7 separate regions of the Mus musculus genome follow, and regions 1, 2, 3, 5, 6 and 7 are each linked to region 4. The links are chromatin contacts, called in public HiChIP or PLAC-seq and promoter capture Hi-C maps. All regions are on one chromosome and are shown on one strand. Each heading gives the region's core, a stretch centred on a gene start, on an enhancer-like site or on the middle of the called end of the contact. The rest is flanking DNA. Distances are from core to core; before and after follow the strand shown.

Region 1 (3,971 bases), core at 756-3,255, 800 kb before region 4:
TAAAGCCTGAAAACCAAGCTTCGAATAAAACAGGCTCAGTGGTTAAACACACAGGAGTCTAAGTTTGTTCTTTGTCCAGCCTTTCCAGATTAGCTTGGGTAAATTCATTAAGACGGCTCCCTGCTGAGCTATGTCCTCTGCTCATTACACAGAGTCTGTTCCCTCTCTTCCTGCTGACACTGACAGACCAGGGACCTAAAATAGATCCTAATTATTTTCCATTACTCCTCTCTGTTCAAAGCTTTGCATGGTTGTTTTGACTGTGAGACCTCATTAACACGGAGCTCATTAAAACCACAGAGAATGGATGAATCCACAAGAACAAAACTTTGGTTGTGGTAAAGGTATAACGGGCACAAGGTATAAACAGGAAATAAATATGAAAGATGCCATTCTAGCTCTCAGTACAGAAACAATGCCACTCAGACAATACAGTAGGTGACAGTGGCTCCCAGGGTTACAGGGGCTTTCATCCATTGATGAAATCCTCACCTTAGGATCCCCAATTATGGACTTAGGGAAGACAGTTTTCTTTGCTCCTCTTCCCAGTGTGGCCATATTAAATCTCTCCCTTTCAGCTTTAAAAAGGGAGGGAGGGAGGGAGGGAGGGAGTGAGGGAGGGAGGGAGGGAGGGAGGGAGGGAGGGAGGGAGGGAGGGAGGGAGGGAGGGGTAAAGAAAGACACACTAGAAGATATTTTAAATTGCCAATAATATTTTTAAAGATTATTTATTTATTTATTTATCGTGTAGTCAGCATTCTTCCTGCATGTATGCTAGCAGGCCAGAAGAGGGCACCAATTCTCACTATAGATGCTTATGAGCCACTCTGAGCCACCATATGGATACTGGGAATTGAACTCTGGACCTCTGGAAGAGCAGCCAGTGCTCTTAAGCTCCGAGCCATCTCTCCAGCCCTGTTAATAATATTTTGAAATGGAGATACCTCAAGTGTCTTGTCATAAGAAGTATCTTGTGGCCTGAACAGGCAGTGACGCTATCTCGGTGGGCATGAGTGATCTCATTAGCATGTGTTATGATAGACTTCAACAAACAACACTGGATTTACATTCAATCTCTTTATAACCATCCTAAAAGATTTGAAAGACAAATGCATATTTCTTATAGAGAAAACATAGCTCCAAGGCCAACAGTTGTTATTCAAGGTCAAAACTCATAAATAAAAGGAAGGAAAACAGGGCTGGTCTGTTTTCTTGAACTTAATCTCCCCCCCCCCCCGCCGCCCCCCGCCACACCCACCTCCCATGCGCAACCGTGTTAAGATTTTTCTTTTTTTTTTTTTTTTCTTTTTTTTATGGCATCTCCACCAGATTTATTTTTAAAGGAATGACCTAAGGGAGAAAAAACTAGGGTACAGAAGTATGGGCTAGAAAATAAATACAAATGTAAGCTGTTTCACTAATTTTATAACCACAAACTTGTACAGAGAATGAGGCCCTCTACAGAACACAACAGGTTCAGACGAGGCGTTCCCTTAACAAGGCTGAAGATCCGGACTCTGGTATTTGACATTTAGGATGCAGTCAGTCCACGCTTTTACCCAGATTTGAAGAGAAGAATGGCCACCTGACCCAGGTAGAAGTAGACGAAGTGTTTGGTTTCGTACGTCACGTAACTACCGAAGTTCCGGCCCACAATGCAGTGCCAGGTGGGGTTGTACTTCTTGTCAAACTCCTTCTTGATATGGGCCGCAATATCCTTCTCTGTGCTGTACTTCTCCAGCGCCTGGATAGCACACCTCACCGAGTCCTGCTGCATCTCTTCCGACATGTCTACAGTTTTTATCACTGCCTTCCGATCGCACATGGTTACCGCGGAGCAGGGGCCAATCGGCCGCTGCGTGCCCCTAGGGAAGATGCTGGCGGTGCTCAAGCAGCAGCAGCAGACAGCCGGTCCCTGCTGAAGCCGAAGCCGTGGCGCATCTCTTAGCTAAATATTTAACTGTATGCGTTTGCTACCTTTTCTTTACCCCTTCAGGAGCCATTTGGTAGGTGGTTTATTTTGTCACAAAAAGCAAGAAACCGCCTCATTGTGACTGCACAATTACCCGCTGACCCTCTGAGGTGGGGAGCCGAACCCTGGAGACCTGGCTTTTCATGAATCAGAAATTCACATGTGTGAGGAAATGCAGTGGAAGCAGCAGACACTGCTGTTGCTTGAGGGAAATATTTTAAATGAACCGGCCTACTCTCCAATAAAATCAAAACTTTTTTTTTTTTTTTTTTTTGGTTTTTCGAGACGGGGTTTCTCTGTATATCCTTGGCTGTCCTGGAACTCACTTTGTAGACCAGGCTAGCCTCTAACTCAGACTCCCGAGTCCTGGGATTAAAGGCGTGCGCCACCACGCCCGGCGCACTGTGTCTATTTCACGAGGGGGAAAAATGAGCGTATTTCCCTAAGAAACTTCAGAAAGACTGATTTAAACACGCGGGACCTGATGAACCTCTAATGGCTTCATCTTAATTAGTTATACCTGTGATGCTCCTGTTTCCAAATACGGGCACACGCCGGAGCTCTGTGTTCATATTCCTGAAAGATTCAATTAACCCATAACATTTGCTGTCATACCTTGCTGACATGTTCGCAGCTGTGTTCACAGACCTGAAGATGGCACTGTGCATCAGCTGAAAACATTCTCAAACCACCCGCAACAGAAAAATCCGCACACTGCCCACAGCCCTGGCTAATACATGAAATTATATAAAGATTCAGATCATATTTCAATTTGAATTGGATGTACCTACGTTACCATTTTTCCCCCCATTTTACTTATTTGAAGCTTCTGGTTAATTGCAAGTTCCCAGACAAGGTTAAGAGAGCAAGATTTACCCACAGATATGCAAGAAAAATTTCCGAGCCTTTGCAAGTGACTCATGCCTGATACCCCCAACTTTATAACTACTATAAGCTCTTAGTTCTTATCATTTCTCAGCAGTAAATGGGGCCACTGATTAGCAGAAAAGAGCAATCTTCCTGGCTTTGGCAGCCCATTCAACTAATCACAGTACTTGGGAGGCAGAGGCAGGTGGATGGATCTCTGTGAGTTCAAGGCCAGCCGGGTCTACAGAGCCAGTTTTAGGACAGCTGGGGCTACAGAGAAAACCTATGTCAACAGAAACAAAACAGAACAAAACAAACAAACCAAAAACAAAGAGGAGGAGGAGGAGAGGAGGAGGAAGAGGAGGAAGAAGAGGAAGAGGAGGAGGAGGGAGAGGAGGAGGAAGAGGAAGAGGACAGACAGAAATAACAAATCTCTTCCCCATTCTGGGCCCCTTTTCCTTTCTAACTTTTACATTTAAAAACAAAGAGTTAATAGCAATTTAAGCACTTATTAATGTTTAATATGTTCACTATGGCACAGAATTCCAGGAAAAATATGTACATGTCTTATTAATTACATCTCTCAATGCTATCACCCAATGCTTAATAAAAAGCAACGAGAGGAGGAAGGGTTTATTCTGGCTTGCAGCTCAACAGGATTATTCCACCATGGTGGGAAGACAAGGCAGCAGGCAGGGATGATATGGTGGCAGGAAGTGCCAGGTCAGAGTACACATCACACACAGTAAGCAGAGCACAGACAGGAAGTAGGGCCAGCCTGTAAATCTCATGTTCCTGGCCCACCACCTCAGTACTGGCTGCTTTTGTGTGTCAACATGATACAAGTTAGAGTCATCAGAGAGAAAGGGCCCTCATTTGAGGAAATGACTCCATGAAATCCAATGGTAAGGCATTTTCTCAATTAGTGATCAACTGGGGAGGGCTCAGACTATTGTGGGTGGTGCCACCCCTTGGCAGGTGGTCCTGGGTTCTATAAGAGATCAGGCTGAGTAAACCAGGGGCAACAAGCCAGTAAGCAGCACCCCTCCTAGGACTCTGCATCAGCTCCTGCCTCCAGGTTCCAGTCCGGCTTGAGTTCCTGTCCTGACTTCCCCCAATGTTAAACTATGAT
Region 2 (3,979 bases), core at 1,006-3,505, 670 kb before region 4:
GACTTTACAGCCTTTGTTCTTTGCTCTAAGCCCAAAAAAGCCCTCCTAACTAGCAAGCCACATGAGACATGGACCTTGAATAAACTTTCTGGCTAGGGCTTTAAACTCTTGAATTTAGTTTTCTTTCTTTCATCATTAGTGGAACCCCCTGAAACTCCTGCACTAATCGCTGTGATTTTTGCCTTTACTAAGTTGCAAAGCTGTCCTTTTAATCTCTACTTTGATTCACAATATGTAGTTAATCTTTTCCCAGCTATTGAAACCGCTACTCTGGTTCTAAACAAAGCTACCATATCTTCACTTTTATTTAAGTTACAACTTTTATTTCAAAACAGAACCTCCCTGTGTTTTTTATAAGTCATTTATGGACACGCATTTATCTGGGCCCTTGACAGAAGGCAATTGGCTAGCTGATCTTGCTATACAACCTTATATTTGTACAGCTTAGAGCAAGCAGAAGCATTATGCTATCAAGTAGTTTAACAAGACAGGCTGTCAGGCAAGAGCCATTTGTCCAGAAACCCATCATTCTTTGCCTACGGGAGTTAATCTCAGAGGACTCAGACCTAAGGATCTCTGGCAAATGGACATTATGAATGTTCCTTCTTTTAGCATACGTTCTTTTGTCCACGTTTGTGCAGGAACCTTCTCTCATGCCATAGTCACCTGGGCAAGGACAGTATTATTAGAAAACAAACTCATGCTCTGTAAGAATATTACCTACTCTCAACTACATAACAATCTCCTTCGCTTACTGTAAGTGAACATAGATTTTAGAGGAATTTGGTCAAATCTCACAGCTAATCCAGAATGTTTGTATGGGTGAAACTAAAATAATCAAGTTTTTATAAAATGATAGTATGTCTGATAAAGTTGAAACTGCCAACATGGTCTAAGGAAACATATAAGGCCTGAGAATCAGACTGTGGTAAACTCTCCCTAAGTATGCCTGGGCCCCTAATATCATGCTAAATGGGGCTTCCTGTATGTTCAGTTAGGTTCTGCATGTTCGTTTTGTTCCTATACCATATTAGTTCCTCCTCTTCCTCTTGAATTAACCAATCCCACTAGGAGGAAATGGAAACTGCAGAACAGTTGAGGGTGAATGCTGCATCCTCACAGATCAGCACCTCCCAGAGGAGTCAGTGCCCTCTCAGGTAGGTTTACATGTAACAGACACAAACATACATGCACACACACGCACATGCACATGTACACTGGAATCCTAGACATGTCCAGAAATGCTAAGGCCTTATGGTTGATGACAGTGCCCTTCACTGCAGCATTCAGGAGGAGTACAGACTAGTCATGACCTCATTCTAAACAGACATGCCAATCAAGTGTTCAGGTGAATGTACTGCTTGACTCTAGTTTCTCTAAGTGGAGCTGTATCCCTGGGTTAACACACTGCCTGGAATACAAGAATTGATAGGAACTTCACATAGTCTCTGTTCTGAATCAGTTTCCCTGTGAATCAGAATGCATCACAGAAACATGAAATCTTCCTTGTGATGGATGGGGTTCATACCTTTGTCTCAAGCATGAACTGCACAGGAATAAACTTTCCTAAAGAAGTGAGGGAAGTTCAAGACAGATACCAAATATTAAATAGTCTGAAACATGAATGATGGCATGATCAGGAGAGAGAGGAAATTCTATAAGGAACATCAAAGGGAACAAGGGAAATCCTATAGTGCACAGTGTACCAAAAGTCAGTAGACTCACCAGTGTGATCCCAGGAGCTCTGCGCCTCCTGCTGGGAGATGGGGAGGAGGAAAGCCTGTGCTCAGAGAACACCCGGTGGTGACTAGTTTTGATTTCCTGTTCTTCTGTCTTAAGCACCTGAGATGCTGCATGTCAGGCGGGATCACCAAGCGTGGTTTCATTAAAGAAATGCTCAGTCCTACATTACCTTCCTGCTTCCTTATTTTTAAGTAAAGCAGACCATGAAAGCATGATTTCCCATGTGTTAGTATGATTTCATAAGTAGATTTGAGCTTTAAAATCACGTTTTAGCAGAAATAACTAGCATGTATAATTAACATTACTGAGAAAGGCTCGACTCACAGGCTAACATCCCTTGCTGAGACCACAGCACTTCAAAAGAGCCCGAATGCCCTGTGGCTGCCCATGTGCCTGTTTCTTTCCAATTTCACTTGCTCACACTTAGGCAGGTACCCAGGCAGTGCACCGAACTCCTTTGGTGTGTTCCTGGAAGTCCTTTACACTGATTTGTGGGAGATGTAGTCCCAACAATTATGACGACTCCAGAAGGGGCCGTTGGTACCAAACTTCCGGATTCGTTCTTAAACCTTGCTTCTCCCCAAAGTTAATCGAGTGTCTTGGGTTTGGATCCCTGACATGGAGGTTGGTGCAGGGAGCAGTGCGGTCGTACAGATCTGAGGGACTGTGCAGGATGGCGGGTCAGGCGCGGAGGGAGCTGGCTCAGGCTGGTTGGGAGACGGGGGGGGGGGGGGGGCGGGGGGCGAGGGGGCCGCCGACCTGGAGGTACTGTGTTGACCTAGGATGGGCCACTGCCCCTAGGAGCAGGATTGGCCGGGAAGAATGTTAGAGACAAGGGGATGGCAAGGGCAGGCTGGGTCTGCTGACTGCCTGTGCGGAGATGCTGAAGGGAGCATTCTACTTTGCTCTGCCTAGCTGACCCTTACTCATGTGATTGTAGTCTGAGTCCCAGCACTTACAGAACTTCCGGAAGTTCCAGGGACAGAGAGTCTTGTGAGGGCGACTGTTGTGTGGGATGTTAGTTTCTTTTCTTTTGGAATGAATTGTTAGATTTATGGATGCCTCGGGTTGAGTAGGAATTCCTAATGTACACCTCTGTGACCTGAGTCGTCACAATACAAGGCTATGTAGCTACAGAATAATCTTGGAATTGTTTTGAACTTATGTTGGCACAATCCAAATAATTATGGATTTTACACTTAAGCTTAAAATCACTAGACAGCAGTGCCCCAATAATACTATCTGAGTATATTTATTTTTTCAAAATTTGGACTGCATTTCTGATAGGATAGTACACTTGTGTGATGAGAGAAAGATCGCAGGGAGGGGCTGGAATGCCTGAAAGGGAAGGGAGAAAATATCTCTGCTAATAGGCCAGGCTCTGAACATTGTTCTCTTACCACATGATTTACTTCTGTCTGTTCACATTATCAGCAGTGACTAATCTCTTCTAAAAGTACTCTGTCCCTCAATGTGGCTTTCTGGTTTACTGATGCTTCCTGGATAGTTCTAGAAAGGATTCCCCAAGTTTTTGTACTGTCTTTGAGAGACTGTAAGATAAATTTCAAAAGCTGTAGCACACTTGGGGGTCTTAAGGTTTACACATAGTAGGTTCCTGTTCATGCAAAATGCACAGTTCTCCTCTTGAAGGGTTAAGAGAATAGTTTAGCCCAGAGCCATTTAATTGGCCATGATCTGAGAAGACAGATTTAGTTTAGTGAAAATTCCATACTCCAACTTGGAAGCAGTTTCATGGTTTTACAGAACAAATAATGTCATTAGCCAAGTAAATTTTAAAATACATTGATGTGAGTCTGATAGAGGTATGTACTGTGAGACATGGGAGATGTTCTATTCACCAAAGATACCATTTGATGAGATTTTAGCTTTTGGACTGATAGAAGCTCATGTTCTGCCTAGTCAGTGGATTCTGGGAGTTTCTTTTAAACTATTGTCACAAGCTGTGTGGTCCACTACAGAGTAAGGTAATGACTGCCCTTGAAGAGAAAACCAGCCCAAGGTAAGGCAGCCAACCCTGAACCTGCAGAATTCCAGGCTCTGCCCCTCCGTGAACTTCCACATGGGCCACCAGTCTCTGCACACACAGACCCCTTACAAGAGTTTTGCATTCACAGTCAGACACTCATTTTTTTTTTTTGTTTTTGTGTTTGCTTTTTCAGGGTTTCTCCTCCACAGCCCCTCCCCCTATCTCAGGTGATCTTGCTTATATTGTCAC
Region 3 (4,092 bases), core at 428-2,927, 690 kb before region 4:
AGTTAATTCCAGAAAGTAGTCAAGTGTCAAGAATAGCAATCACGGGGACAAGAGGGTTTATTTGGTTTACATATCCTGGACTACTGTCCATTGGAGAAAGCCAAGACAGAACCTCAAACAGGGCAGGAATCTGGAAGCAGGAGCAGATGCAAGGCCATGGAGAGGTGTTGCTTACTCAGCCTGATTCTTAGAGAACCCAGGACCCCAGCCCAAGGTTGGCACCACCCACAACATCCTAGGCCCTCCTACATCTATTACTTATTGTGAAGATGAAATGCCCTACAGGCTTGCCCACAGCCCAACCATATAGAGGCTTTTTCTCACTGAGGCTTCCTCCTCTGATGACTTTAGCTTGTGTCAAATTGATATAAAACCCAGCACAATTTCTTTCTGGTGATGAAACAAAAAAAGAACAATCTGATCTTCCCACTCTCTCATCCAAGAAGTAATCTCATTGTGAATCAGTGACCATGGCACGAAAACAAACTCTTTCCTCTCGTGGGGTTTATCGTTGGGTCTCAGATGTTACCAGTACAGGAATACATACACACGAGATAGGGAGTCCCATCACTCCGTGGTGTCAGTCCAGCCCCTTTCTTGCAATGAGTTCATTCTGTATGATCAGGAACATATTTCTGATACCTTTGTATTAAAGGAAGATTCATTCCTGTGTTATGAGATGAGGGAATAGAGTGAACTTCAAGCAAAAAACAAAACAAAACAAAAGAACCTTTAAGTACTTCCACATGAATGGGAGTAATGTAAGGAGTCCAGAAAGAGACTGGAAGTTGAATAGGGCAGATCCGAAGTAATACAGAGAGAAATCTTATGATGAGTGTTGGATAGTGGGTCAGGAGTCAGTTCACACACCATACTGATTCCAAGACCAGTTTTCCTCTAACTGGGAGAGGAGCCAGGAAGAACATTTGGTGGTGAATAGTTGTATGAGATTGTGAAAGAGAATCTGGTGAAGCTCTCTCAAATGTTAAATTGTTTACACGGATATCGGAGGAACGTGTGGACAAGGGGACTAAGGACAGATGAAAATCTCAAAGGGTTTCTGGGACTTATAGGTAAGAGACATCTGTGTTCCCTAGTCCACGCCCCAAACCGTGGATTTCAGTGTACACATCAAATCTGTTCGGTTATTTTTTTTTCCTCTTTGATTTAGTGTCATAATGGGTATTAAACCAAGGCCTCCTTCACTCCAGGCAAGTGCTTCACCAGTGAGTAGCCCCCATCTCTTTTGGTACTGTGTAATTTGGGACATAGACTTGTGATTCTTCTGTCTCAAACCCCAGAGTAGCTGAGATTTCAGAATATTTCCAGGAAACTTGGTTTCAAAAACTATCCTAAAGAGTTTGTGGTGTGCCCTAAAGTAGCTTCTTGCTCCGTTATTTTAAAGTAAAATTGACTCAATGTGATTTTTTTTCTGCCCCCCATAAGATTCTAGGAACCCCTGAGCTTTTTAAGTCACAGCATTGATCAGAGTAAGAAGTAAATCTAATACATATTACCGTTAAAGGCTGGACTCATATTCTCAAAATGCCCTTTGTAAATTTGGGATTTTTAAAAGCAGCCTAATTCCAGTTACATACAATCCATGCGCTTTAAATTCTTTGCCTTCTTTGGTTCCGGGTAGTCCTTCGCGTAGACTTCTGGGAAATGTAGTCTCTCTCTCTCTTTCTGTATGACCCCGCTAGACAGGACTCTGCTCTCTGTGCTTCCGGGTTCTTTTTACGTTTGTGATTCTCCAAACTCTGCGGTGTTCTCAAAGTTGGGACAGTGTGGCTTGTTCTTCGCGCTTAACATGAAGGTTGGTCCCGGGTGCAGCCTAGACTTGCAAATCCAGGAACTCTGCGGGTAGGCGGGTCCGGCGTGCAGGGAGCGGGGGAGGGCTGGGCAGGAGGCGGAGAGAAGCCCATTTGGATGTGCAGTGCAGATCTAGGCTTAGGGGTGGCTTGGCTGACCATGCCAGAGACAGGCTGTGATGAAAGCTCACACAGCACCTTGGCTGGGGAAGCTTGCTGTTACTAGCTTTCACATTGCTGTTGTCAGATCCCTCAGGAAATCTAGAGCAAGTGGGTTTTTCTGAGCCCTCCCATATTCTATGACAGGCCCAGGACTCTTGTTTTGAGTTCGTGTGGCTCATAGTTTCCAGGACAGTGAGTTCTGGCGGGGGAGTTTGGTGTATGGGATGTTCGTCCCGTTTTCTTTGTGATAAATTGTTTTCAGGGCGGCTCACTTTGGATAGGAATCACTCCTTTACCCACTGTGACAGAACCCTCACATTCACACACCTGTATGAGGCAAAAAAAAAAAAAAAAAAAAATTCTCATCGAGGGGGCACTCTGAGCTTTGTACCTTCCCAGCTATCACTGATCCTACAACACTGCAGAGTGGAAAATACTAGAGAATATTACCACATACAATTGCACCAGAGACTGCGATGTCAGAAATTTGGACTCCTTTTGTGAAAGGAGAGATAAGTTGCCCAGGTATTTGTATTGTGTGGAAAGATTGAGAGATGGGGTTGAAGAAATGTGGCTCACTAAAGGTCTTGTGATTGTATACAACAGTCTGCTCCCCATGGCATTTGTATACAGCCAGCTGCTCACCCCGTGCTTTGTATACAGCCTTTGCTCACTCTGTCCTTTGTGCTGTTTTTGCCACACTTCAGTCAAATTGATTTGTGTGCTGGAGACTGACTTACAGCATTCAAATCTATACCTAAGAAGCATGGGCTTTAAACTACATTATCATAATACCAGTATTTTCTATGTATTATCTAACTATAATTACAATAATATGGACACTTTCTAGTCAATGCCATTAATGTTCAGGAAACTAAGAACATGTCATTTTACATTTTATGGTGTGAAAAGTACATTTTCTTGTACCTTAGATCCCGTTTCTTAGAAGGTAGAGGTGATACAGCAAAATGCTTATATCACAGGTCACACATGCATGCATTTAATATATACATATACACATTTATATTTAATATATTTATCAAACAGACCTATTTAAAAGAAAATGTCAAATTTAAGGTTACGTGTGCTACCTAAGATTATCAAAAATAATTTATTTTTTAAATAGAGGCACTTGTTTCTCTAGCAAAGGAACATTGTTCAGCCCCCACCAGGCACACAGTGGTTCATAATTGTCTATAACTGCAGTTCCAGGGAACCAATAACATCTTCTGGTCTCCAGGGTAACCATGTGGTGCACCATCATACAAGATGGCAACAACATATGCACAAAAATAAAAATAAATGACTTAAAAAGTTAAACATCACGAGGCCTAGAGAGTTAGCTCTGGGGTTGAGAGCTCTTGTGGTTTTTGTCTAAGTTTGCATATAATATATAGTGTATAAGTTTCAGTAAGTATAAAATAATATGATTTCATGAGGTTTGGTATTCGTTTTCCTTATCTCGCCCTTCCTCTCCATCTGTATGGACCTCCTTTCTTCTTGCCAATTGAAACCCCCTCCAGGTTTATTCTACCCTTTCTCCATCTGTGTTGACCTCCCACCATTTTCCCAGTTGACCCCCCTTCCCCGTAGGTTTTCCCTTTCCCACTTCAGATCACCTGTGTCCTGCTACGCATTTCTCATGCCCCTCCCCACATGCTCCCTTTATACTTCCCTGATTTCCATGGTTACTTCATGCTATATTACTCACATCTGAAAATTTGGAGCTAGAAAGAACTGCTGCAGACTGCTCAGGGAACACCCGTGACTTTGCATTGTGCCGTCATCATCAGGAAATCTTTTGACAGGCTGCAGAAGGTCTTGCAAAGCAAGGAAAGTAGAGGCGCTACATTGGTTCACATGTATATGCACTTATGTGCAGCGTAGTCCAGTTGAGCCTCAGAACAGGGGGGATTGTCTGTGACAATATGAATGGGATTATTACTTCAGACCTGGAAAGGCAAGTAAAAGATGATCTTAGCCATAGAGAGACTCCAAAGAAATAAATCTCACAGAATTTGGAAATAACACAGGTGTCTCCAATGGGCCAGTGATCTGAGGGAGAGAGGCACAGGAAGTATTGGCCAGCGTGTGCACAATGGAGTCAGGTAGGAGTATG
Region 4 (4,139 bases), core at 882-3,381:
AGAAGAAAACCCGTGTCCTACCAGTTTTTTGGTGCTCTGGGTGGTCAGATGCGGGAGGACTGCTGGATGATTTCCATGCGGCCCCAGGTGGGCATCTGGTTGTGTAAAGCCACTGACCCCACATGGCGGGTGGTGGAAAGGGGCAGCTCTAGGTACCAGGTTCTCAGTCTCTGGCATCGTACGCTGGATACGATGGAGGAGCTGAGAACAGAATAGGGGCCCCAGGGCAGCACTAGGCCCAGGGGATGAAGCGAAGAAAGGGCGGGGGGAAAGGGGACTGGATGGTTCCCACGCAGGCGAGAATCCTTGGTCAGGTCCATGGCTTGGAAGGCCTTCTGGTGGGAGGTTGGATGTGGCTCATTAGGAGAAAGCCTATCTCATCATTCAAGCAGGGCAGGCCTTTATGGTCAGAGATAGTCTATGGATTTAGAGCTTTATTGTAGAAAGGCAGGGAGAAAGGAGAGAAGGTAGAAAGAGAGAGAGAGTCTGGCCATGGCTATGTGGAGAGAGCAGGAAGGGAAAGAGAGAAAGAGAGCTAGGGAGTAAGAAAGGTGAAAGCTTAAGAGAGTGAGGTGGAGCCAAGCAGCCCCTCTTATAGTGGGCTGGCTATCTTTCTGTTGCTAGGTAACTGTGGGGCGGAGTCTAGCCAGAATGCCAGCAGCTTGGGACATTGTCTATGTCACTGATAGCCACAAGCCTCTCCTTTGGGGACTGTTGGGGGCGGTAACTTCGACAGGAGCTAGGGGTCCAGGAGACATGATCGAATGCCTTCTGTCCCATGTAGGTGAAAATTACCACCCACCGGGTCCCACCGGGGTTCAAGACCTAACTAAGTTCGACTGGAGACCAGGCTGTCTCTGTGCATAGCCCATTGCCCCACAATTGAATTCTAGAACAGTTTGAGTTTGAGATTTAGCAATGCCCTGTCATTGAGTTAGCAAAGACATTTTAAGATTAACTGCTTTGTGTGTCTGTGTTTTTTATCCAAAGATCCAGTATTCTCTAGGTGAGGGGCTGATAGCACTGCCTGTTCCCAGAGCTTAGGTGGGGTAGCAAAAGGTACATGTAACACTTTAGTATGCAAGTTTACTCAAAGCATATACATTCTGTGATCTCATTTTCTGAATCTGTTTTGTTTTTGAGTGGGGAGTCATGTATACCAAACATGTTTCAAACTTTCTATATGTCTATAGGTGACCTCGGACTCCTATTCCTATCTCCAGTAACCAACATCTGGGATTTTCAACATGTAAAACCACACTTGCTTCTATACAATCATCTTTAGTTTGAAGTTCCAGTTATTTGGACCAACACTTTTTCACATGTTCATTGTCTGTTTTCATTTCTCATTTTAAGAATTGTCTTCTCAAAATATTAGCTCATTTTTTTAATCCATGTTTGCCTTGTGATGTGAAACATTTTGGGGTGGGTGAGATAGCTCAGAGGTTAAGAGCACTAGCTGCTCTTCCGAGGGTCCTGAGTTCAAATACCAGCAACCACATGGTGGCTTACAACCATCCATAATGAGACCTGACTCCCTCTTCTGGTGTGTTTGAGGACAGCTACAGTGTACTTACATATAATAATAAATCTTTTTTAAAAACAAAACAAAAACAAACAAACAAACACAGCTGGGCAGTGGTGGCGCACACCTTTAATCCCAGCACTTGGGAGGCAGAGGCAGGAGGATTTCTGAGTTAGAGGCCAGCCTGGTTTGTAGAGTGAGTTCCAGGACAGCCAGAGCTATACAGAGAAACCCTGTCTGGAAAAACAAACCAAACCAAAGCAAAGCAAAACAAAAACAAAAACGAAACATTTTGTAGGAAGCAGGTTGAGTTTTAAAATCACAATATATGGACCCAAAGTATCCAGTACACATAATAAACAATGCTGTCAAAGGTTCAACCCATACTCATTTTGAAAATTTAAACGCGGTACCCTGACTCCCCGTGGCTATCCACCTTCAGAAGTGGCTTGTTTCTACCCATTCTCTTTGGCAAACAGCCTGACAGTAACTTGGGAACGTTTCAAATCACCTACCACGGCTTTGTGAAACTCGCTCGCAGAGAATTGTGGGAAATGTAGTCTCGTCCGCGGCGACGTCACAAACAGGGACTCTGGGAAGGGCGCTTCCGTGTTTCTTCTGCGCCTGTGTGTGTCTCCCTCTCTGGCGGTCTTCTCCAAAGTTGGGCCAGTGTCGGGTCCTGTGCGCGCTCTGGTAGCATCTCTGGCATGGAGGTTGGTCCCAGGATGTAGCGCAGCCAGAGGGACGTTGCGGGGTGGGCGGGTCCGCCTTGGAGGGAGGCGGGAAGAAGTTGAATGGGAGGTACTGTGGTGACCTAGGCTTGTCCATTCCGGTGCTGGTTAACGCTGGAGGAGGGATGGAGCTGGGAGTGGCCTCTCTTTTAAGGTGCCGTTGCCCTGTTCTGTCCTGCACTTCTGGGGCAGGAGAGCTGGCTCGGTAGCCTAGGAATGGAGAAGGGTGCCTGGCAGGGTGCATCTGCTGTCAGCTTGTGCCTGAGGTGTGGAAGCATGCCCTTAGCTGACACTGTCTCGATGGCTTCTGTTATCCGGAATTTAATAGATGTATATACAATGCAGTCCGATCAAATCCACCCCTACTGTCCCCTACTTCAACAGTACCAGGTATCTCCCAAAATGCTCCACTCCCAATTTCCTGTCCTGGTGGTTTTGTTTTTGTTTTATAACCCACTGAGTCCACTTAGTATTGCTCTAGTGTGCATACCTGTGTGTATGGGGCGGGGAAGGGAGGGCGCACAGGACATCCCCTAGAACGTGGACGCTCACTGGCCACACCTCCAAGCAAAATAAACAAACAAACAAACAAACAAAACGAATCTCTTTTTCAGTGGTCATGAATTCCAACCGATCCTTAGCTAAGGGTGGGGCCTTGTGAACCCCTCCCCTTTCCCTGTTGAAGTTTTGACTGACGTTATTTGTGTGTTATGCTGGTAACCATAGCTACCTTTTCCCCCTTCCTATTGCCATCCTTTTGTGTTTGTATTGGGATTTTGAGTCAGTTTCTTGTGTAGTCCAGGCTGCCCTGAAGTGTTCTGTGTAGCTGATAGTGACGTTAACTTCCGTTCCTCCTGACTTCTCCTCCTCTTTACTCCTCTGTGCCCTAGGAAGATGGCCATCTGTCACTTTGTTCTTTCCTTTGTGACTTGCCCCTTAAACCTTCTCTATTCTTTCAGATGACTATTAAGCCATAACTTATTGGTTAAGACAGGATCTAATTACTAATTTGCTTAGGAAATGGCAGAATTTCACTGGGTATATAAACAACATATGAGATGTAGAAAAGAAATTTGGAGATGCTCATATATTTATTTTAATTTATAAATATCAGTGAAGGATGCTTTGCTAAATATTGATCAAGACACCATGCCATGTTCCATTTATAGTGAGTTTGAGTGTTGTTTGTTTATTAACTGTTGGATTTCTTAAGTTGCCTCATAACCAGAGAATTTATATTAAGAAGAAAGACATATTATAGGGATGAAGGCATAAAAGTAGAATGTTAAGATCAAAACAAACTATGTAGCATGAAGACATTTCTTACATTTTGGCCATGTCCCAGGACTGAAGCTTAAGTGCTGACTGTATTCTGCTAAAAATATTTGTTGCTGTGCATTGGTATTTATGATCATTGTTCTTAGAGATGGGAAATATAACTCGTTCCATCTGTGGCATAGTGGGTAACACAACCAATAGCCTGATAACTTCCCTTACTCTACTAGGGACTTCTACTCATGTAAAGATGATTCTTTGCTTTTTGTCATAGAAAATAATGTTGGGATGATCTAGTATGAAGCAGAGATGGAGATTATTAAAACAGAGAAAGAATGAGTCAGTCAGGGAAAGAATGAGGTACCTCAGGAAGCATGGGTGTGAATTTCTCAGAGAAGTGTCTTTGCCATATCAATGTGTTGCATTTTGTTGGCTCTCGAGTTCGAATGCCAAGGGTCACTAAGGCTCAATTGAGGAAATGGCGCCATAAAGTCTGGCTGTGGGCCTGGGAACTGGGAACATGGGTGTTTTGACTTGTTGCTGCCTTGTTACCTCAAACTAGCAGGTGTATGGTCACAGCGCCACTCAGGGATTTTCATAGATGTTTG
Region 5 (3,948 bases), core at 524-3,023, 780 kb before region 4:
ACAGAAAATGGGACTTTGTGTCCTTTCTTATGTTTGACAGTACTGAGTATGGCTGAGGAGAAGTCAGGGACACAGTATTCTTTCTTTCTCTCTTTTTTAAAGATTTATTTATTTATTTATTTATTTATTATATGTAAGTACCCTGTAGCTGCCTTCAGACACACCAGAAGAGGGCGCCAGATCTCATTACAGATGGTTGTGAGCCATCATGTGGTTGCTGGGAATTGAACTCAGGACCTTCGGAAGAGCAGACAATGCTCTTAACCACTGAGCCATCTCTTCAGCCCCCAGGGGACACAGTATTCTTATGGCCCTGGGAAAGAACTCAAAGCTGTAAAATGGCAGAGTGAAGATAAGGGAGCAACCAGGTAGAACTGAAGTTTCCAAGATAATCGAAATACATCTATCAGAATCTTCTGACTCTTCTGACAGGGATGCAAGTGTGGCCTAGTGGAAACGGGCTTGCCTAACATTCTTGAAGACTTGAGTTCATCCCCAATAAAGCAAAAGGACAAGCAGTAAAGCATCTTTAGAGTATCCTAGTACGACTGGTCACAGTAAGTGGGATGAGTCAAACTTCAAAAACCATGGCAAGGCACATAGCTGAATTAAAAAAATAAAATTAAGTTGAAAAAACAAAAGGAGATAATTATTTTTAGAAACAATGTTTCTTTAGCCATCGAATCATCCCCTTTAGGTTACCCGGAGGCATTGGGTGAAGAATTTGCCCTCTGGGGAGTGATGAGAGGCAATGCTCATTTCAAAGAAAACATGCATAATGTAAAAAGGTCACTTTCACTAAACCGTGGGGGCTAGGGGCCCACACCACCGTCTCTAGAAGTCTGGGGACCCCATGGTATCTTTCTGAGAGGGGCACCTCTGAGTTCCGAGTACTGTGCAACTCTAGCCGCCAGCGGCCACAGGTTACTAAGCTCCTGAAAGGAAAGCTGGATTGGATGGGAAAGGCGGCGAGAGAAATAACAGGTCAAGACAAAATTCTCTGATCAAGGCTCAACTTTAATTCTAGGGTCTGATTTTTAAAGGGGAGAGAACCCATCCCCCACTATGCCAGGATCTCGTTGAGTCGCTTTGTCAGGATCTGTCAGGAAAACAAGCTCAGCTGCTCAGCAGGTAGCTTCTTGCAGACAAAAGACTTGACAAAGGTCAGAAGACTCCACCCTAGGTGAACTAGGGAGTGAGGCAAACAAGGTCTAAGCCACCCTGCTCAAGGTGGCGGTGGTGGGGGGAGGGGGGCGGGCGGGCGGGGGGGGGGGGGCGGGTAGGGTAGAACGACAGCAACCTGGAGCTTCCCAGTCGCCCAGAGCAGACCCGCATAGTATTCGCTGAAGCAAAGTGTCGCATCTGTAGTGGGTCCCGCAGGGAAACTTGAATTCAACGCTACTTGACATTACTGAAGCTCTGACGCTTCTTAGAAAATATTACTGACTTAACAGGGTTTGGGGGGGGGGGGGGGGGAGTGTGGCTATGGTGTTGTAACCATCATTACCAGCAGGTGGAGACATTGTCACGTACTGACTCATTTTTAAAGCCAAGGAACTGAAAATGCAGAACTACTGGTAAAAGGACCAAGAGAATCTGAACAAGGGGGAAAATCGGTGGCAATTTACGGAAGTGATCTACCTCCCGAGGGAGCAAATTCAGTCCCACACTTGTGTACTGATTGCCACCACACTAGTAGGGAATCACTGCCCTCCTCCTAGGTGGGGCTCTGCTGGAGCCACTGCCTGCTCCTGTCAAACAGTCCCTGAGGGAGGAGTGAGGATGATTGCAGGAAAGACGGAAAGAAGAGACAAGAGACAGATAGGGAAGACTGTCCAGTGAGTACAGCAGCAGCGTGTTTAATGAGTTTAGCCTGTTTTATACCCCACAGTGCCGTGGGAAGCAAAACCACAAGCTCGCAGACACAATGGCTGACATATCCATAGGATATCTGTTCCCATCCAGATATCCTCTGGGAGCCTTCCTGCTCCTTCTACAAAGGTTAATCGGAAGTCCAGTCCCTCACCTTGAGCCTCAAGTGCATCTCCTCTTATCGTTCCATGCATCAGTAGGCCAGGAAATCTTCCACTCTGCAGAACATTCTGCCAGGCCACAAACTCTGTTCTGTTTTGACCCGGCCTAGCAGGCAAGGTTTTACTCTGCTAGAGAAGCAGGTAACTGGCTCCCGACAGGGCTCCTAGATCACAGGTGGTAAAGTCACAGCAAAAATTCTTCTCAAAACACCTCCATGAAATGCAAAGAAGCAGGTCCCTTTATTACCAAATCCCACAGTGATTCTCCCAGCTCAAAATGTAATCCTTTCTTGTGCCTGTGGTTAAAGGAAATAGAACAATACAAAAGGATGCAAACTTATTTTAGGCCAGCAGTGCAACACCTTCTCATTCCTAATGCCAGGTGTCACCTGAGGTCTTACCTTACTTTAATTTCCATAGACTGTAGTGCTCTGTACAGGCAGCAGATCCCAAAACAGGGAGAGAGAAGGTGACCTGGCACACATCAGAAAAGTTACCTCTGCTTTCTTGTGCAGAGGAATTTATGAAATGGTCAGAGACTGTGAGTCAGACTCCGAAGCAATACCACAGAGTTTAATGCTCACTCCTTCCTACTGGCAGCCCACTGTAATCTCACCTCTTGTTCACTCAGCTAGCTGGAGATAAAGCAAAGCCCACAGTTGGCAAGGTCTTTAGCACCTGGACTTCTTTCTTGGGCACAGTAGAGTTGATACAACAGCTCTAACCACACAGTTATGAGACTGTGTCCAGGCCAGTTTTGCTTCTCTGTATACCATCAGGCATTCCAGTTCTGGCTGTAGTGACACTGCGGATTCCTTCCCCACAATTCCCTGCAAGGAGTCTGAAGAACCTATTAGTTAAGATAATTTCAAGATTACTTTGCTCCAAGTCAGAAAAAAAAATACCTCTTATTCTATTACCTTTTCCACATCAAATTAGGGTGGTGGTGTGTCATCAGTGCTAAGGAAATCCAATCAAGATATTAAAAATTATACAAATAGTCAAAGACATTCCATCGATAAAATCTAAATTGGTGTGATTCATGGGCTAAATCCTCTTAAAGCTAACCTTTTGATGTCAAAAGCCTTGCTCCTGCAAGTTAAAAATCCAAGGACCGAAATTCATCCTCCCATCTGCTCTGTCTGTTCCAGGAGTTCTCTGCACCTGAGCAACTTCAGCAGCTCCCACATCTGCCCCTGAGCAACTTCAGCAGCTCCCACATCTGCCCCTGAGCAACTTCAGCAGCTCCCACATCTGCCCCTGAGCAACTTCAGCAGCTCCCACATCTGCCCCTGAGCAACTTCAGCAGCTCCCACATCTGCCCCTGAGCAACTTCAGCAGCTCCCACATCTGCCCCTGAGCAACTTCAGCAGCTCCCACATCTGCCCCTGAGCAACTTCAGCAGCTCCCACATCTGCCCCTGAGCAACTTCAGCAGCTCCCACATCTGCCCCTGAGCAACTTCAGCAGCTCCCACATCTGCCCCTGAGCAACTTCAGCAGCTCCCACATCTGCCCCTGAGCAACTTCAGCAGCTCCCACATCTGCCCCTGAGCAACTTCAGCAGCTCCCACATCTGCCCCTGAGCAACTTCAGCAGCTCCCACATCTGCCCCTGAGCAACTTCAGCAGCTCCCACATCTGCCCCTGAGCAACTTCAGCATGCTCCCACTACTGCCCCTGAGCAACTTCAGCATGCTCCCACATCTGCCCCTGAGCAACTTCAGCATGCTCCCACTACTGCCCCTGAGCAACTTCAGCATCCTCCCACATCTGCCCCTGAGCAACTTCAGCAGCTCCCACATCTGCCCCTGAGCAACTTCAGCAGCTCCCACATCTGCCCCTGAGCAACTTCAGCAGCTCCCACATCTGCCCCTGAGCAACTTCAGCAGCTCCCACATCTGCCCCTGAGCAACTT
Region 6 (3,957 bases), core at 707-3,206, 620 kb before region 4:
GCATCCAAACTTCGTAATGGGATAGTAATGCTTCTAATATTGATTTTAAAGATGATAAATTGTTTTAAACTTGGGTTTTGCTTTCCCAAGGTTGTAGGTATTATCCTAACCTTGCACAAGAAACTTAAAAATTATGGTTAAAACTGCCAGAGTTCCACTGACTTCAGCCTGCAGTTTCATTGCAAATTTAAGATTTTCTACTCACCCATATATTGTTAATTAAGATTATTACAAGAGTAATCATCTTTTGAAAGCACTAATACAGCTCACTTCATACAAAACTGTGACAGAGTTATCTAGTTATGTTTGTCTTTGTGAATAGATTAGACAATCACTTTGGCTATAGTTGCTGCCTGGCAGGAAACTGCAGTACGGGCAATTTTTTCACAACACTAAAGTTGTGAAGAACATTTTAACTGTAAGTCATCTTAAGAAAGAGTATCAAACTTTAGAGGCGTAGACGGTTACATTGTTCCTCTAGAATTGGTCCTTATTACAGGAGGGCCAAGATGCTCAGATTAAAAAAAGTATTTTACCTTTGAGTCAATGCAGGGCTCTGGGCAGCCCCAGAGCGGCTTGTGGCCTTCTTGTGTTTTGCAAACAGTGCCTGAGAAAGTTTTTCCCTGTGTCCAAGAAAATTTCTTTTTAACAGTGTTGCAGATCTATTCAGATGTTTAAAATAATGCTTAAATTCAAAGAGTTTTGCTTCAGGTGAACTGTAATCACTAGAAAATTTTGCCTCTAGGTATGGCTAATGTAACTTTACCTTATGTAAGAAAAATTTTTATTGTTTCTGCTTCTATACTTGAAGCCAAGAGTTTTAATCTTTCAGTGTATATTGTTTCCTAAGTGGAAAGTATTTTATTAACTAATGCTTCTTAAAGGAAGTTTACCTTAAATCCTTGCTCTCACCCAAAGGATTCAGAGACAATCCTTTTATTACTTAGGGATTTCGCACAGTCTCTGCTCTGAAACAGCTTGCTTTTGAATTATTGTGCCTCAGGGAAGTATGAAATCTTTTCTGTAATGCCATTTGTAGCTTTAACTCAAGCATGAACTACACAGGAATAAACCTTCCCACGAAAAGATGGGAATTCTCAATACTCCAAGTTTCCAGTCTAACTTCTTTAATACATCGACCTCGTTTTACAGTGATATGAACATATTTCTGATACCTTTATATTCCAGGAGGAACGATCTCAGTGTTCTGCTTAGGAGAAGTGAGGGAAGTACAAGGCAGCTACCAGTAATGTTCAAGTATTATCAAATGTGAATGATGACAGGATCAGTGGAGACAGGAAAATCAATAAAGAACATCAAACCAAACACAGAGGGAAATTGAAGAGCCAGTACACACACCATTGTGATCCTAGGAGCTGTGCCCCTCCTCTTGGGAGAGATTCAGAGGAGGAAAGCAAGTGCTCAGAAAATACTTGGTGGTGACTCACTTTGATTTCTAATTCTGTCTTAAGTACCTGGGATGGTTTCGATAACATCTTAAAGAGATAATGCCCACTCTTACATTATCTTCCTTTTTCATATTTTAAGTAAACCATGAAAGCATTAATTTTCCACTCCGTAGTAAGATGCTAATAAGTAGAGATGTGCTTTTTAAAAAACCAAAAACAACAATAACAACAAAAAAGATCCGAGCTTTAAACTCACAATGTTTTAGAAGAGATAACAAGGAAATGCGATAAACATTACTGTGAAACTCAGCTCACAGGCTAACATCGCGTGCTGTGACCAAAGACTTTTTTTAAAGCCCAATTTCCCTGTGGCTGCCCACATGCTGCAGCCTGTTTTTTTCTAACTTCAGCTGCCCAGAGCTGGGCTGCAAGGCAGGCAATGCACAAGACCTCTTCTGTGGGTCCCTGTAAGTCCTTCCAACTGACTTGTGGGAAGTGTAGTCCCGTCCCTTGTGAGGTCATCAGAAAGGGCCCTCGGAATCGAGCTTCCTTAGTCTTTCTTCAAACTTCACTCCTCAAATGTATGCAGTTGTCCTCAGCACTACATCTGGATTTCTGACATGGAGGTTGGTGCAGGGAGCAGCGCCATCTTTCAGGTCTGAGGGGCTGTGCAGGGTGGCAGGTAGGGCACGGAGGGAGCTGGCTCGGGCTTATTGAGAGGCAAGAAGCTGCTGACCTGGAGATGCTGTGCTGACCTAGGCTGGGCCGCTGCGCCTGGGCACGGGTTTGAAGGGGAAAAGACTGAAAACAACAGGATGGCAAGGGCAGGCTGGGTCAGCTGCCTGCCTGTTCCTGAGATGCTGACAAGAGCGCACTCATCATTACCTAGCTGGCCCGTTCTCACGTGACTGTAGTCAGATTCTCAGGACATACAGAGCACTTGACATGTAGCACCCTCTATACGTTATGTCTTGGACACCACTCCTGGTTTGTGCTCAAACAGCTTCCTAAAGTTCCTAGTGTCCAAGGAGCAAGAATCCTGTGAGGGAGGGCAAACTGTTGTGTGGGATGTTAGTTCCTGTTCCTTTGGAACGAATTGTTAGACTCACGGATGCCCTGATTCAAATAAGATTTTCTAATAGACACCTTTGTGACCTGAATGCGACAATACATGGATATAAAACCACAAAATAATCTTGTAGTTGGTATGAACCAGTGTTTGCACAATCCAAATAAATAGGATTTTACACTAAAGATTAAAAATCACTAGACAATAATACCTCAACAATTCTGAGTATGTGTTGTGTCCAAAATTTTGACTCCTTTTCAGATGTGAGAGACTTGACTTGGTGTGATGAGAAATGGCAGGGGGGGCTAGAAAGTCTGAAAGGGAAGGGGGAAATGGCTCTGCTCATCTTCCAGGCTCTGTACATTGCACTCTAATCTGCAAGGATCTGTACATTGCTCTCTAATCTGCCAGAGTCTGTACATTGTTGTCTCTTCACTTGCTTTTCTTCTTTGTGTTCATGTTATCAGCATTGTCTGAACTCTCTTAAATTTTCCTTTATCCCTTAATGTGACATTCATGTTTACTGACACACCCTTCTTAATAGTTTTAGAAAAAATTCTCCCAAGTTTTTCAACTGTATTTGAAAAGCTGTAAGATAGAACTGGAGAGATGGCTCAGTGGTTAAGATATCTGGCTGTTCTTCCAAAGGTCCTGAGTTTAATTCCCAGCAACCACTTGGTGGCTCCCGACTATCTATAATTGGATCTGATGTTCTCTTCTGGTGTGTCAGCAAAAGAATGCTCAAAGAAAGAAAAGAAAGAAAGAAAGAAAGAAAGAAAGAAAGAAAGAAAGAAAGAAAGAAAGAAAGAAAAATACTTTCGGTCTTATGGTTTACACATAGTATGTTTATGATCATTCAAAAATGCACAGTTCTCCTCTTGAAAGGTTAAGAGAATAGTTTAGTACAGAGCAATTTGAGTAGCCATGATCTGAGGACATAGATTTAGTTTAAACCAAATTCCATACTCTAACATGGAATCAGTTTCATGATTGTACACTCAGGAAGAGTGAGAATCAAGCATCCTCCATTGGGCCCTCCTTTTTATTTAGTGTGTCTGGGTCTGTTGATTGTATCATGGATATCTTCGTAGCTAATATCCACTTATAAGTGAGTATATATTATGCATATCCTTTTGGTTCTGGGCTAAGTCACTCAGGAAGATGAAGTGCAAGTTTCTAGTTTCTTTAAATTCAGTTGTGTCACGTAATGTTTTGCTGGAAGCTGTCTCGTCAGAGGGCATGTGATGTTTTGCTGAGAGCAGATGCTTGAGAACGTGGGTGATATTTAGAAAGAAGATAAATAGCACCCCACAGACAATGAGAGGATGCTTCTGCATTGATAGGACCTGCAAAGCTCTGCTGGTCTTCACTACATAGAGAGAAATGCACCAAAGAACTTCTGTGGGATTTTGGCTGCTTCTACTGATTCATATGAATTCAGTGGTTCCTTGTGCTTTCTGTTGGATCTTGCTATGTGTC
Region 7 (4,162 bases), core at 85-2,584, 580 kb before region 4:
CAAGGTTTGCACAACAGAACCTTTTAAATGTGAGAGGTCCATGGTAAGCTTAGACCTTCAGATATAAAATTTAGTATTACAATACATAGCAACATACCAAACCTCAACACATACACATATTGGAAAACTAACTATGCTCAGAAATGTTAAGTCCTTCTGGTTGTTGGCAATGCCCTTCACTACAGCCATCAGGGGGATGACAGACCACTCATGACCTCATTCTAAACAGACATGCCAATCAAATGTCCAGGTGAATGTACTGCTTGTTGACTCTAGTTTTTCTAAGTTAAGGAATCTGTTCTGATCCCTAGGCAAACACACTCCCTAGAGAAGAAAAATTGGAATGGGATTTTGCACAGTCTCTGCTCTGAAACAGCTTGGCTTTGAATTATTGTGCCTCAGGGAAGTATGAAGACTTTTCTGTAATGCCATTTGTAGCTTTAACTCAAGCATGAACTACACAGGAATAAACCTTCCCACGAAAAGATGGGAATTCTCCATACTCCAAGTTTCCAGTCTAACTTCTTTAATACATCGACCTCATTTTACAGTGATATGAACATATTTCTGATACCTTTGAATTCCAGGAGGAACTATCTCGGTGTTCTGTTTAGGAGAAGTGAGGGAAGTGCAAGGCAGCTACCAGTAATGTTCAAGTATTATCAAATGTGAATGATGACAGGATCAGTGGAGACAGGAAAATCAATAAGGAACATCAAACCAAACACAGAGGGAAATTGAAGAGCCAGTACACACACCATTGTGATCCAAGGAGCTCTGCCCCTCCTCTTGGGAGAGATTCAGAGGAGGAAAGCAAGTGCTCAGAAAACACTTCGTGGTGACTCAGTTTGATTTCTAATTCTGTCTTCAGCACCTGGGATGGTTTTGATAGCATATTAAAGAGATAATGCCCACTCCTACATTAACTTCCTGCTTTCATATTTTAAATAAACAATGAAAGCATGAATTTTCCATTCGGTAGTAATATTCCATAAGTAAATCTGTGCTTTAAAAAACCAAGGGGAAAAAAAAAAAAGAAAGAAAGATCGAAGCTTTAATCTCACAATGTTTTAGCAGAGATAACAAGGAAATGTGATAAACATTACTGTGAAACTCAGCTCACAGGCTAACATCGCTTGCTGTAACCAAAGACTTTTTTAAAAGCCCACTTTCCCTGTGGCTGCCCATGTGCTGCAGCTTAGTTCTTTCCAACTTCAGCTGCCCACAGCTGGACCGCAAGGCAGGCAATGCACAAGACATCTTAGGTGGGGTCCCTGTAAGTCCTTCCAACTGACTTGTGGGAAGTGTAGTCCTGGTTCCTGTTTCGTCATTAGAAAGGGCCATCGGACTCGAACTTCCTTATTCTTCCTTCAAACTTCACTCCTCAAATGTATGCAGTTGTCCTGCTCAGCGCTGCATCTGGATTTCTGAGATGGAGTTCGGTGCAGGGACCAGCGCCTTCTTTCAGGTCTGAGGGGCTGTGCAGGGTGGCAGGTAGGGCACGGAGGGAGCTGGCTCGGGCTTGTTGAGAGGCAGGAAGCTGCTGACCTGGAGATGCTGTGCTGACCTAAGCTGGGCCGCTGCGCCTGGGCACGGGTTTGAAGGGGAGAAGGTTGAAAACAACAGGATGGCAAGGGCAGGCTGGGTCTGCTGACTGCCTGTTCCCGAGATGCTGACGGGAGCGCACTCATCATTACCTAGCTGACCCGTTCTCACGTGACTGTAGTCAGATTCTCAGGGCATACAGAGCACTTGGACTTGTAGCGCCCTCTGTATGTTATGTCCTGGAGACTACTCCTGGTTTGAGCTCAAACAGCTTCCTAAAGTTCCTAGTGTCCAAGGAGCAAGAATCCTGTGAGGGAGGGCAAACTGTTGTGTGGGATGTTAGTTCCTGTTCCTTTGGAATGAATTGTTAGACTCACGGATGCCCTGATTCAAATCACATTTTCTGATAGACACCTTTGTGACCTGAATGCGACAATACATGGCTATAAAACCACAAAATAATCTTGTAGTTGGTATGAACCAGTGTTTGCACAATCCAAATAAATAGGATTTTACACTAAAGATTAAAAATCACTAGACAATAATACCTCAACAGTTCTGAGTATGTGTTGTGTCCAAAATTTTGACTCCTTTTCAGATGTGAGAGACGACTTGGGGTGATGAGAGATCACAGGGTGGCACTGGAAAGTCTGAAAGGGAAGGGGGAAATGCCTCTGCTCATCTGCCAGGCTCTGTGCATTGCTTTCTAATCTGCCAGACTCTGTACATTGTTGTCTCTTCACGTGCTTTTCTTCCTAGAGTTCACGTTATCAGCAGTGTCTGAACTCTTTTAAATTTTCTTTTGTCCCTCAATGTGACATTCAGGTTTAGTGACACACCCTTAATAGTTTTAGAAAGAATTCTCCAATTTTTTCAACTGTATTTGAAAAGCTGTAAGATAGGGAAGGAGAGATGGCTTATTGGTTAAGAGCATGCCTATTCTTCCAAAGGTCCTGAGTTTAATTCCAGCAACCACTTGTTGGCTCCCAACCGTCTATTATTGGATCTGATGTTCTCTTCTGGTATGTCAGCAAAAGAATGCTCATATAAATAAATAAATAAATATTTTGAAAAGTTGTAATATAAATTTCAAAAGCCGTGGCACTCTTGGGGTCTTATGATTTACACATAGTAGGTTTATGTTCATGTAAAAATGCACAGTTCTCCTCTTAAAGGGCTAAGAGAATTGTTTAGTCCACAGCTATTTGAGTAGCCATGATCTAAGAACATAGATTTAGTTTAAACCAAATTCCATACTCCAACATGGAACCAGTTTCATGGTTGTACAGAACAAATAATGTCATTGACCAAGGAAAATTTGAAATACATTGGTGTGAGTCTGATAGAGGCATGCACTATGAGACATTGGAGATATTTTCAATGTCTAAGATACCATCTGATGAGATTTTAGCTTTTGGATTGATAGAAGCTCATGTTCTGCCTAGTCAGTGGATTCTGGGAGGTTTTTATCTATTGTCACAAGCTGTGTGGCCGACTACAGAGTGAGGCAAGGACTGACCCTGAAGGTAAAACCAGCCCAAGGTAAGACAGCTAACCCTAAACCTGCAGAATTCCAGGCTCTGCCTCTCAGTGAACTTCCACGTGGGCCATCAGACTCTGCACCCACAGACTCCTTACAAGAGTTTTGCATTCACAGAATACACACAGGTTTTTTTGTCTGTTTGGTTTTTTGTTTTTGTTTTTTGTTTTCAGGATTTCTCCTCCACAGCCCCTCCCCTATCTCAGGGGATCTTGCTTATATTATCACTCTTCAGTCAAACCAAGTGTTTGTGAGCCAGAGCTGGAGCCTGACTTACAGCATTCAAGTCTACTGTCAGGAAGCATGGGCTTCAGACCACCTTGTCCTAGCTACTGGAATTTTCAATGAGTTTGCAACCACATCTAGAATAAATAAACATTTCCTAGTTAATGATGCTAATCGGTAGGGAAAATATAACAGTATATGAAGTCGGGAATCACATGCTACCTTGTACACCAAAACACATTCATTACAACATAGAGAGGGTACAGCAGGGTGCTCATATATAAACTTACAGACACCAAATAGTCGTATATTTTCTATTAATCAGCCCTATGATAGACAAGTGAGCTAAAGCCTATTGTGTCATTCATCTCTGTGTTTTGGGGGAGGAATCAGGAATCCTGGAGTTCAAAGTCATCCTTTCCTTCATAGCCAACTCAGGGGAGCCTAAGCTACTTGAGACCCCTTGATTTAAAAGACTTTTAAAGCATACTGTATTGGGTGTAGTAATTACTTCTGTTGCTCTCAGTTCTGAGCACCAGTGACCTAACTAGAATCCATCCACTTGATATCTTCCTAATCCTAAAACCTTACCAATCTAGTATTTTGCTAGCATCCTTTTGTTAATGACTTGTGTTGAAGATCAGGATCTTGCTTACATTTACTGTGCAAGCAGTTAGGGTGGGGGGCATTCTCTCTGCCTTGCTTGACTAGCAGGGAATGTTAGCCTTTCTTTGTACTCTGACTATTCTCTATTATTTTCTGTCCTGACCCCATGGGCTGTCTGACTTTACCTGAAAGTTTTCAGAACATCTGACTCTGCCAATGGAAAATGACAACTGCATCTACCACTGT

The links. Promoter capture Hi-C pulls out the DNA fragments that hold promoters and counts their contacts. HiChIP or PLAC-seq counts read pairs in DNA pulled down with a chosen protein or histone mark. Capture Hi-C pulls out chosen DNA fragments and counts their contacts.
Region 1: a contact with region 4 is called in a promoter capture Hi-C map of embryonic stem cells, with 4 times the contacts expected there. The contact joins the promoter of BC048507 here to the promoter of Zfp712 in region 4. A contact is called at or near these places in 19 of 39 promoter capture datasets (the 3T3-L1 cell line, the C10 cell line, the HPC-7 cell line and 11 more) and 1 of 115 datasets of contacts at active chromatin or transcription factors (bone marrow-derived macrophages).
Region 2: a contact with region 4 is called in a promoter capture Hi-C map of adipose tissue, with 4 times the contacts expected there. The contact joins the promoter of Zfp65 here to the promoter of Zfp712 in region 4. A contact is called at or near these places in 13 of 39 promoter capture datasets (the C10 cell line, the HPC-7 cell line, HPC-7-derived erythroid cells and 9 more), 9 of 484 Hi-C or Micro-C datasets (CD4 T cells, the G1E-ER4 cell line, cardiomyocytes and 5 more), 6 of 115 datasets of contacts at active chromatin or transcription factors (bone marrow-derived macrophages, cardiomyocytes, embryonic stem cells and 2 more) and 3 of 9 other capture datasets (adipose tissue, liver and macrophages).
Region 3: a contact with region 4 is called in a promoter capture Hi-C map of the HPC-7 cell line. The contact joins the promoter of Zfp85 here to the promoter of Zfp712 in region 4. A contact is called at or near these places in 13 of 39 promoter capture datasets (the 3T3-L1 cell line, 3T3-L1-derived adipocytes, the C10 cell line and 9 more), 5 of 484 Hi-C or Micro-C datasets (the G1E-ER4 cell line, brain, cerebral cortex and 1 more), 8 of 115 datasets of contacts at active chromatin or transcription factors (astrocytes, bone marrow-derived macrophages, embryonic stem cells and 2 more) and 2 of 9 other capture datasets (adipose tissue and liver).
Region 5: a contact with region 4 is called in a promoter capture Hi-C map of embryonic stem cells, with 3 times the contacts expected there. The contact joins the enhancer-like site here to the promoter of Zfp712 in region 4. A contact is called at or near these places in 13 of 39 promoter capture datasets (the C10 cell line, cranial neural crest, embryonic stem cells and 8 more), 2 of 484 Hi-C or Micro-C datasets (neural stem cells and neurons), 6 of 115 datasets of contacts at active chromatin or transcription factors (astrocytes, bone marrow-derived macrophages, embryonic stem cells and 2 more) and 3 of 9 other capture datasets (adipose tissue, liver and pancreatic islet).
Region 6: an H3K4me3 HiChIP or PLAC-seq map of bone marrow-derived macrophages shows a contact between it and region 4, with 8 times the contacts expected there. The contact joins the promoter of Zfp738 here to the promoter of Zfp712 in region 4. A contact is called at or near these places in 4 of 39 promoter capture datasets (the C10 cell line, cranial neural crest, neutrophils and 1 more), 1 of 484 Hi-C or Micro-C datasets (uterus), 2 of 115 datasets of contacts at active chromatin or transcription factors (astrocytes and bone marrow-derived macrophages) and 1 of 9 other capture datasets (adipose tissue).
Region 7: a contact with region 4 is called in a promoter capture Hi-C map of adipose tissue, with 7 times the contacts expected there. The contact joins the promoter of Zfp729a here to the promoter of Zfp712 in region 4. A contact is called at or near these places in 3 of 39 promoter capture datasets (the C10 cell line, hippocampal neurons and pre-B cells), 1 of 484 Hi-C or Micro-C datasets (B cells), 2 of 115 datasets of contacts at active chromatin or transcription factors (astrocytes and cardiomyocytes) and 4 of 9 other capture datasets (adipose tissue, liver, macrophages and 1 more).

The regions. Positions count from the first base shown.
Region 1 is chr13:67,861,360-67,865,330 of GRCm38.p6, reverse strand. It overlaps BC048507 (cDNA sequence BC048507), which reads right to left and starts at 2,005. Exons shown (of 1, transcript NM_001001185.3): 1 at 1,408-2,005. The coding sequence starts at 1,825. The coding sequence ends at 1,556.
Region 2 is chr13:67,727,449-67,731,427 of GRCm38.p6, reverse strand. It overlaps Zfp65 (zinc finger protein 65), which reads left to right and starts at 2,255. Exons shown (of 4, transcript NM_145622.2): 1 at 2,255-2,367. The coding sequence starts at 2,362. It overlaps Zfp85os (zinc finger protein 85, opposite strand), which reads right to left and starts at 2,166. Exons shown (of 3, transcript NR_027969.1): 1 at 1,726-2,166.
Region 3 is chr13:67,752,787-67,756,878 of GRCm38.p6, reverse strand. Zfp85 (zinc finger protein 85) reads left to right here and starts at 1,677. Exons shown (of 4, transcript NM_001001130.3): 1 at 1,677-1,816. The coding sequence starts at 1,811. Zfp85os (zinc finger protein 85, opposite strand) reads right to left here. Exons shown (of 3, transcript NR_027969.1): 2 at 3,685-3,891; 3 at 41-2,300.
Region 4 is chr13:67,059,162-67,063,300 of GRCm38.p6, reverse strand. Zfp712 (zinc finger protein 712) reads left to right here and starts at 2,131. Exons shown (of 4, transcript NM_001166218.1): 1 at 2,131-2,238. The coding sequence starts at 2,233.
Region 5 is chr13:67,841,931-67,845,878 of GRCm38.p6, reverse strand. Gm10037 (predicted gene 10037) reads right to left here. Exons shown (of 4, transcript NM_001309374.1): 4 at 2,587-2,883. The coding sequence ends at 2,809. Among named protein-coding and RNA genes, the nearest start is that of Gm10037, 13 kb to the right of the region's middle. Within about 2 kb of position 1,773, at least 66 of the 459 cell types and tissues checked have an H3K27ac peak or open chromatin away from gene starts, as enhancers often do. A contact at or near this core is called in adipose tissue, bone marrow-derived macrophages, embryonic stem cells and 3 more, where this site is marked.
Region 6 is chr13:67,681,511-67,685,467 of GRCm38.p6, reverse strand. Zfp738 (zinc finger protein 738) reads left to right here and starts at 1,956. Exons shown (of 4, transcript NM_001001187.3): 1 at 1,956-2,065. The coding sequence starts at 2,030.
Region 7 is chr13:67,634,953-67,639,114 of GRCm38.p6, reverse strand. Zfp729a (zinc finger protein 729a) reads left to right here and starts at 1,334. Exons shown (of 4, transcript NM_183146.4): 1 at 1,334-1,468. The coding sequence starts at 1,433.